3 separate regions of the Mus musculus genome follow, and regions 1 and 3 are each linked to region 2. Evidence: chromatin contacts called from public Hi-C and promoter capture Hi-C data. All regions are on one chromosome and are shown on one strand. The core of a region is the stretch at or near the end of the contact, and the rest is flanking DNA. Distances in the headings are between cores, read along the strand shown. Region 1 overlaps Gm31430 (a long non-coding RNA gene). Region 2 holds the start of Rtp4 (receptor transporter protein 4). Region 3 has its middle 21 kb from the start of Rtp1.

Evidence for each region. Promoter capture Hi-C pulls out the DNA fragments that hold promoters and counts their contacts. Hi-C and Micro-C count contacts between places; a contact is called where the count stands out from the background.
Region 1: a contact with region 2 is called in a promoter capture Hi-C map of the HPC-7 cell line. The contact joins the enhancer-like site here to the promoter of Rtp4 in region 2. A contact is called at or near these places in 3 of 39 promoter capture datasets (the HPC-7 cell line and cranial neural crest), 1 of 484 Hi-C or Micro-C datasets (the N1E-115 cell line), 3 of 115 datasets of contacts at active chromatin or transcription factors (the SCID.adh cell line, T-cell acute lymphoblastic leukemia and forebrain) and 1 of 9 other capture datasets (liver).
Region 3: a contact with region 2 is called in a Hi-C map of beige adipocytes, with 2.3 times the contacts expected there. The contact joins the enhancer-like site here to the promoter of Rtp4 in region 2. A contact is called at or near these places in 6 of 39 promoter capture datasets (the 3T3-L1 cell line, cranial neural crest, embryonic stem cells and 3 more), 10 of 484 Hi-C or Micro-C datasets (B cells, Sertoli cells, adipose-derived mesenchymal stem cells and 7 more), 1 of 115 datasets of contacts at active chromatin or transcription factors (the SCID.adh cell line) and 3 of 9 other capture datasets (adipose tissue, liver and pancreatic islet).

The regions. Positions count from the first base shown.
Region 1 is chr16:23,837,473-23,840,172 of GRCm38.p6, reverse strand. All of the region lies in intron 1 of Gm31430 (a long non-coding RNA gene), which reads left to right. Among named protein-coding and RNA genes, the nearest start is that of Gm31430, 8.1 kb to the left of the region's middle. Within about 2 kb of position 1,357, at least 29 of the 459 cell types and tissues checked have an H3K27ac peak or open chromatin away from gene starts, as enhancers often do. A contact at or near this core is called in the HPC-7 cell line, the N1E-115 cell line and the SCID.adh cell line, where this site is marked.
Region 2 is chr16:23,608,668-23,611,367 of GRCm38.p6, reverse strand. It overlaps Rtp4 (receptor transporter protein 4), which reads right to left and starts at 1,449. Exons shown (of 2, transcript NM_023386.5): 1 at 1,219-1,449. The coding sequence starts at 1,379.
Region 3 is chr16:23,448,800-23,451,499 of GRCm38.p6, reverse strand. No RefSeq gene overlaps it. Among named protein-coding and RNA genes, the nearest start is that of Rtp1, 21 kb to the right of the region's middle. Within about 2 kb of position 1,334, at least 26 of the 459 cell types and tissues checked have an H3K27ac peak or open chromatin away from gene starts, as enhancers often do. A contact at or near this core is called in beige adipocytes, embryonic fibroblasts and muscle stem cells, where this site is marked.

The sequences.
Region 1 (2,700 bases), core at 108-2,607, 230 kb before region 2:
TTTTCTCAATGTGCTTTCAGCATCCTGTACACACAATTTCACTTCGTCAACCCACTGGGCTCTATCCACCCCTCAGCCATTCACATCCTTCTCGATGTAGAAACCTTCCTGAATAATGGCTGCCTTTGAAAGCCTTTCCCCCAAAGGCTACCATCAGGAATCACTTCTCTAATTTAAATGATGCCCACAGTGATGTCAAGAAACTGTGGCATGTACTTAGATTATTTGCTTCCTTCTCAATCAGTTGATGAGATGGACTTTTATTACACGTGTGATGAGGTTTACAGCAAACACCCTAAGCTTAGCTTCATGATACGAGCTTTAAGAAAATGTCATCTCCTGTTTTTGCTGCACAATAAATATTTGAGTTGGTAGAATTTAGTAAACAGAAAAAGAATTGGATGTACCCTGAGTACCCAAGGGATGGTAATCTCCTCTGACTTGTGTTTGCCCAGTGCTTAAAAGAATGGAGTTAAAGCCCAGCTTCCAGCTCTGAGGTCCTGAACATACCACTTACTAGCCACGTGATCTTGAATACAGGCTTGTGTAACCCTAGAAATAGTGTCACCTTATTTTTAAAATGGAAATTAAAATCCATGGGAGATGTTACATCAGCTCACATAATCATGTAAAAGCTACATGGATTTGGTTGTCCTGTGAGCTACAAGGTTTGGGCATTTGCTGCGGATTCGATTCTGCTGTTAGTTAGCATAAAAGTCCTTTGAAGTGAATTCACTGTGAAAGTCTTGCTGTGTGTGTGAGTGCTGTCTCTGAGTCCTAGGCTCCAGAAATCTCAGCACCTGCATGGAATAAGCTTTGAAGCCAGTGAGCTGCTGAGAGCTGTGGAGGACACTGTCTGCTGGAAGCTCTCAGTCTGCTGACAGAGACGTGTGCCTACCTGCACACTATTCTGCACAACAGAATAAAGACAGACAGGAGAAGTCTGAAGGCTATGAGGGAGGTGGAGGCAGCACCCAAGCCAGGACTGGAATGTGGACATGAAGAGAAGGACAGACAACCAAGCAAAGGGCATTCCCAGCTAGGAGATTAGGATGGGTTCTTCAGGCCAGGCTTGGGAGATTTCAGAGAAAGGCAGGAGATTTATAAACCTTCACAGTACCGTCCAGACAAAAATGCTGCTAAGTGATGGATGGGATGGCACAGGCTTCAGTTTTCTGTGCTGTTCTTTCTGTTAATCAAAGGTGACATGAAACAGAAGGTGAAAGAACACCCCTCCCCCATGACTCTGGGAAATGACTCAATCTCCTGCACCAACAAATCTTGAGCTCTGTAATAAGAGGTAGGAAGAGCCCAAGGCTGACGGCTGGACAGGGCCCCGAGGAGGGCAGGCTGCATGGCATAGAAGCCACTGGTCGTATGCAGCCAGATGTCCCTCGATTCTGCTGCTCTGTGTTCAGCTTACATCGAGATAACATAGGTCTTTAGAACTCGAATTCCAGTAATGTGAGGTTTTGACAGGAATGCAGATGGTTTCACTGTACGACATTCACCCCGGTGGGCATGCTGACTCCAGCTGCTCTAGGCTAGAATGAGAGCCTTCCTCAGCCACTGACAGGTTGGCCTCAGAGTACAAAGAGCTAATTCCTTGCCTGGGTTGAGCAAACTGTGTGATTGGTGCTCCGACAGGACTATATCAGGCTAAGCCTTTCCCCTACCTTTCTTCTGTTTCTCTTTCTTTCTTTATCCCAAGCAAAGTACAAGTAACAACTCACCGAGACAAGAGCCTGAATCTCCAACTCAACTTCTAGACAGCTTGAGCTGAGTAAGACCTGTTTGAGATGCTAACACTAGCAGCAGCGTGTGGGTTAAACCACAGACAGTGACAGCCTGGTTTCCTGCAGGCTATAGTGACACAACCATCAGCAATTGCTGCCCAGAACCATGTTGCCCTTGCTTTCCCACAAGGCTTGCTGAAGGACTAGCTTAACCACACAAACCCAGTGCAAAGAAATCAACCTCATTTTATAACAGACAGAACTTCTCATGATGCTGAGAAAAGGAATTTGGACACTAATTTTGAACATTTTTCTCAAGTAAGGGAGAGCACCTATTTGTCTGTAGGTGGGTATGTAAAGGCTTTGGTGAGACACATTGTACTCACTGAAGAACCCAAATCTAATTATGCACACACTCGCACATGCATGCACACCCACAAACACCCAGCCTCCTCCAGCTCAACATCCGAGTGCGACACTGATAAATATTTGTGTTTAATGGCACTTATGGGGAGCATTTTGAGTTCTAAACATTAGCTGGTGAGTAATGATTTTACCAAGAGCACAGCGAGGACTTTGCAATCTTGACTATTCCTAGGCTCCTGATGACAGACAATTACTCTATACTGCAGAAAGGAGTTGACAGAAATCCTTTAAAGAGCTCCTTGGGGGACAGTTTCATCAGGGGGAAAAAAAGTAGGAGTAAAGCAAATGAATCCAAGACTGTAAACATTGTATTTTCACTGCCATTCCTTCTGCCTGTGATACCGGAACCTACTACATGGCCTTCTCCTTGCACTGGGGCCCAGCTGCCCCAGGGGCTTAGTTCTTGTTATCCGGGGTCATTGCAATCGAACAGACCTAGGTATAAGTCTCTGGTGTTTGTGAGAACCCTAAGGAGCCTGTAGCTGTCAGCAAGTGCAGATGTACCAACAAGGAGAGTGTAAGACCCTGCAGAGGAGGT
Region 2 (2,700 bases), core at 200-2,699:
TCAGGGTTAGGAGCTAGGTATGCCAGGTAGGGACTGAGGGATGCTGGGAGAACCTGGAGGCCAGGTCTGTTTTCGCGCACCTCAGTCCCACATCCCTGAGTCTGAAACCAAACGCTCAGAAAAAGCGTAACCTCTGCTCTAAGCATGTTTTCCTCCATGACACCCGCCTTCTCTACTCGTCCTGTCTCTGCTGTGTGGCTGTCTAGCACCACACAGCTCCACAGAAACTGAAATCCTAGGGTATTGCCCACTCTGGGGCTTTTCTTTTAAACTCTAATAAACTGCCCTCAAACTTCCATCTGAGTCCCCATTCTAAAATCCTTTTAGCGAGGAGATTAAGGACCCAAAGAAGGAACCTGCTTTCCCTGGTATCATCTGCAATTACAGTCAAGTATGCCAACATTTCTGATAACATGCAGATCTTGTCTCATCCTTTCCATGAATTATAACACTGTTAGATGGGAGGCAGAGACAGACTATGAACAGTGGCATCCCCAAATTGTAGATAAATCCATTTTTCCATTTTAAGAGTTTTATTATGTTTTCTCTTGATAAGAGGGCTGAGCAGCTGGATACAATGCCACGTCTTTTTTTGGCTGGGGATCCAGCAACAGAGAGCAGGAGGGAAGACTTTGTAGGAACTTGGAGTCATTCTTCAAGGACTCCTGAAATGCTTTTGTAAGGAGACCTGGCAGGGCAAGCAGTTTTTAAGTTAAACAAGATGGAGCACGCCTTTACTCTCAGTCCTCAGGAGGCAGAGGCTGGTGGATCTCTGAGTTCGACAGCCTGGTCCACAGAGTGAGTTTCAGGACAGGCAGGGCCACACAGAGAAACCTGTCTCAGAAAAAGAAAGAGAGAGAGAGAGAGAGAGGGGGGGGGGAAGGGGGAAGGAAAGAAAGAGAGAGAGAGAGATAGAGAGAAAGAAAGAAAGAAAGAAAGAAAGAAAGAAAGAAAGAAAGAAAGAAAGAAAGAAAGAAAGAAAGAAAGAAAGAAAGAAAGAAAGAAAGAAAGAAAGAAAGAAAGAAAGAAAGAAAACCAGCATGGGGACATGGAGTACAAGCGACCCTAACCATCTTAGCCTAGTGATCACAAAAGACTGGGAAAATCTAGTTAGCCACACCTGTTCTTTCTAACAAGTATTAGAGGCTGCATCAGCACAGTTAAGCCTCTGCACGTAGTGGGGTCTTTAAGGGGACCAGCTGCCCAGACTCCACTCACCTGCCAAGCACTGTCTGCTGGTGCTGCCTCCATCCCAGGGCTGCACCATCTGGTACAATGTTCTTATCCAAATGCAGGCTCCACTTGGCCCCGGGCTTCTCCTCCTGCATCAGTTCTTGAAATGTCTGCTCCCAAGTACTGAAGTCATCGGGGAACAGCATTCTCAGAGGTGTGGAAGCTGAGGCCCCGGGTTACTCAGCAGCTCACTGTCTTCCTCAAATCTGGGAGAGAGGAAACAAAGAACAGTTTCAGTTTCCCGGTTCTTTCAGTTTCCATTTCCCGGTCTGTCTTTAAGTTTCGGTTTCCAAGGTGCACAGAAACCTTAGGGCAGCAAATCGCCGCTGCCACTGTGTTAAAGGGCCGTGCTGAAACTGCGGAGTTCTGGTTTGCATTCTAGCGGCTCCTGTGTGGGAAGCTTTTCATTTTGTTTTCTTATAATTTTTACTGTAAACAACGCACCAGTGTGGGGATTGAAATAAAGGAGTGCTTAGTGACTGAGAAAAGGCGCCTGCCCCAGTAGATGCTGGTGGCCCGGAGATCTCAGAACTGTAAGAGGTTGTGTTCCTAATCACCTAGTGACCCTGAAAAAAATCCGCACTGCAAATGTTCCTGGTGTTAAAACAGCACAACAAAATAAATATGAGTATTTTCTTTGAGACACTGAAAAACTTGTATTTTTTTTGTGTTTGCAGCAAATAATTCAACTCCTTTCATCTCCTGCACCTTGGATGCAAATATATTAACATCTTCCCACCTAGTAAAACCTTTTATGCAAAGGCCCTGCTACATTCTGGGACCCTTAAGAGAGTTAAGTGGCTGACCCCATTCTGACTTCCTTTCTTCCTTCCCAAAGGTTCTTTTCACACCAGCTATTCCTTTTTTTTTAATTAATTAATTTATTTATTTTATTACATCCCAAATTCTGCCCCCCTCCCGGTCTTCCTCCCGTCCCAGAGTTCCTCCCACATTCTCCCTCCCCTTCTGAGAAGGAACCTCTGTTTCCCCCACCCACCTTGGTGCATCAAGTCTCTGCAGGATTAGATATATCCTCTCCCACTGAAATCAGACATGGTAGCCCTCTCCTACATATGTGGGGGGGGGGCGCTCCGACCAGCCTCTTTGGTTTACACTAGCTAATCTTTAAACTGTGATGTCAGACCCCAACCAATAGGAAGAAAGACACCATCTCCAACCACATGGAGGCTTCCTGTCCTGGTGTGTTCCCACTCCTGAGAAAACCCTCTTGACCAGGAGTAAGTTTGCCTTGTTCAGACACTAAAATGTGAGTCCTAGTCTCTTTTCTTGTCACACTGAAATTCTTTCTAACTCTGGTATCTTACAAGTGAGCCCACACATCAAGAGCTGGCAAACCTTGTAGCAAAGTTACAGGCAAGTAAGCAGAGGTCAAATTCGAACCTGGGTCTCTATGATTTCAACACCTGCTGTGTCTGCATCCACCTCACTGCCTGGAGAGAAGCCAAG
Region 3 (2,700 bases), core at 85-2,584, 160 kb after region 2:
GTGATCCACCATACTCAAGTGCAGCCAAAGATCTTCCCCTTGCTCTAAATAGAGTGGCTTTCCTGAGCCCCATCCCCCTTCTCGCCTCTAAGCATGGGCAGCAGAAGGCAGGCCCTGGCAGGCTCCTCTCTCTCTCTCTCTCTCTCTCTCTCTCTCTCTCTCTCTCTCTCTCACACACACACACACTCACTCTCTCCTTCTCGCTCTCCGCATCCCGCTCTCTGCATCCCAGCTGAGCTTAGGTTGCCATTTCTCTGATTCCTGTCGCTTTGTCTCACCAAACTGAGAACACTGTGTTTGAATAAGTTTTTAGAAACCTTATCCAAGACAAGATTTTTAAACAAACAGAAGCCCAACCCTGAATTTCTGTGTATGAGAATTGTTCTTCATAGAAGACTTTGACCCTCGACCTGTATTGCTGCTGCTAGTTTCCATAAAAATCTCTGGTAAGTGAGGTAGACAGTGAGGAATGAGGGCTTGTGGGTATTAAGCCCAAGGCTCCACACTCAGGGACAACACTTTGCCCCACTACCCCTCTGAGCATGTCACTCTATTCCTACACGCTTGACTACTATTCGAAGAGATGGCCGGGACCCAACAATCAGATACTTCTCAAGGAAGCTGCTACTCTATTTTAGTTCCTGATGAAGACTTTTGATGCAGTTTTGAAACTGCTTGGAGGCAATGCGCCTGCCCCTCCACAGCTCTTGCTGAGCAGTCTGTTATACAGGTCATAGTGACTGCTGCTGTGGCCTGCTGCAGTGAGAAACATATGGGTCATGGCTTCCAGACATTCCTGGTGGAACTGTGACACACATGTGACTTCTATATGGGGATGACCCCTGACAAGTCTATTTTAGAGAGGCATGGAGATAGAAAAAAAGCCCAATTTTGTACATAATTTAAGGAGGGGAACGCCAAGAATCAGCCTAGAGGGTGATGACCTTCAGAAAGTGAGCATTTCTGCAAGTGAGGCCAAGGAAACTCTTCTAAAAAAACAGGAGTCTGCATCCACTCAGATACCACCAGCCCCTCCCATAGTAATGATATTTCCAGAAAACCAGCATTCAACATGAGAACCAACATCTAAACAGGCCTTTCTCCAAAATTCTTCATCCAGAACTAAAATAGCGTATTTATCCTTATCAGAACACCAGCGCTTTAAAAGCTTCAGGTTTCCCATGCAGATACCAACTTCTGGCTGGGCACAATTTATTCTATTTATCCTCCAAATTATGACTTCATCTTGAGAAAAATAACTAAATATACCATGGAACTTGAACCTTGTCCTATAAATGCCTGTGACATGATGTGTACTCAAACCATTCTTACTCATGGTTTGAGTAAGAATGGCCCCCACAGGCTCACATATTTGTATGCTTGGTCACTAGAGAGTGTTGATATTTGAAAAGATCAGATGTCACCGTACAGGAGTGGAGTGGCCTTGTGGAGGAAATGTGCCACTGGAAGTGGGCTTTGAGGTTTTCAAAAGCCCAAACCAGGCTCAGGGGCTCTCTTCCTGCTGCCTGTGGATAAAGATGTAGGAGTTTTGGCCAATTCTCCAGCACCATGTTTGCCTGCATGCCACCATGCTCTTGCCATGATAAAAATGGGCAAAACCTCTGAAACTGTAAGCCAGCCCCATTTAAATGCTTTTTTTTTTTTTTGTAAGAGTTGTGTGGTCACAGCTGTCTCTTCACAGCAATAGAACACTAAGACAGAAATCTAGTTTCTATTATGGTCCAAGAAGCCTGATCACCTAAAACTAGAGACACAGAAGGAAGGTATAGCCATAGAGTCTATCTTGTCTAAATTCATAACCTTATGCCAACCGACTCACTACCTTCACATCCAGCCAGTTCCTAAGCAACTCTAAAATGTGCTGCCCATAAAAAAGCCTGTCTTCCAGGCAACTGAAATCTACCTCCCGAGAAATTAATTTGTATAATGAAAGCTGTGATTTTATACTGCGAGCACTGGTATTAGCAGTGATGATCATGCCTGGGATTCATTAGTCAAAGAAGTTGTTATTCTTATGGGAAACTACACATTCGTTCCAATAAACATCTGCATTGAGTCAAAGAGCTCTGTTTGGCTTGTGGACTTTTTCATGCACTGATGGGTCTGGTAAGTTGTTTACATGTTTCAAAAATTTGTTCTATTCGATTAGGATCAGTGTACCATGAAAAGAGAAAAACTGATGGGAAGGTTGACTTGTAGATTCGAAAGCATGTCTTTGGTTCTATTGATTCATTTTTTCAAAAAAAAAATCACCATTGTCTGCAAATTATCAGGATACCATAAAGTCAATGTCTCAGCACATAAATTATATTTCTCAAATACCACCCACATCCAGATTAGAAAGGGTTTTAAGTTTTGGGTTTGGTTTTGAGTTTGTATGTTCAATGTCTGTCTACCCTGGCATAGTCAACATTCTGGAATATGTACCTTCTTTTTGCTATAAGTTAATCTATTCTACAAAGGCATGACTTAAAAAGCAAGCAAACAAACAAATGAAAAAACAAATAAAAAACCTCCTATCACCTCTAAGATGATTTTCAAACACGAGGTAAGCAAGATATTGAGAGAGGAAATCAGGGTAGCTCCCAATAGAGGCACAGCGAATCTCAGTTTAGAATGGGCTTTTAAATCGACAGACAAGCTCTGAAGCAGCAAAGGTTGACTTCAGTCTATTCATTA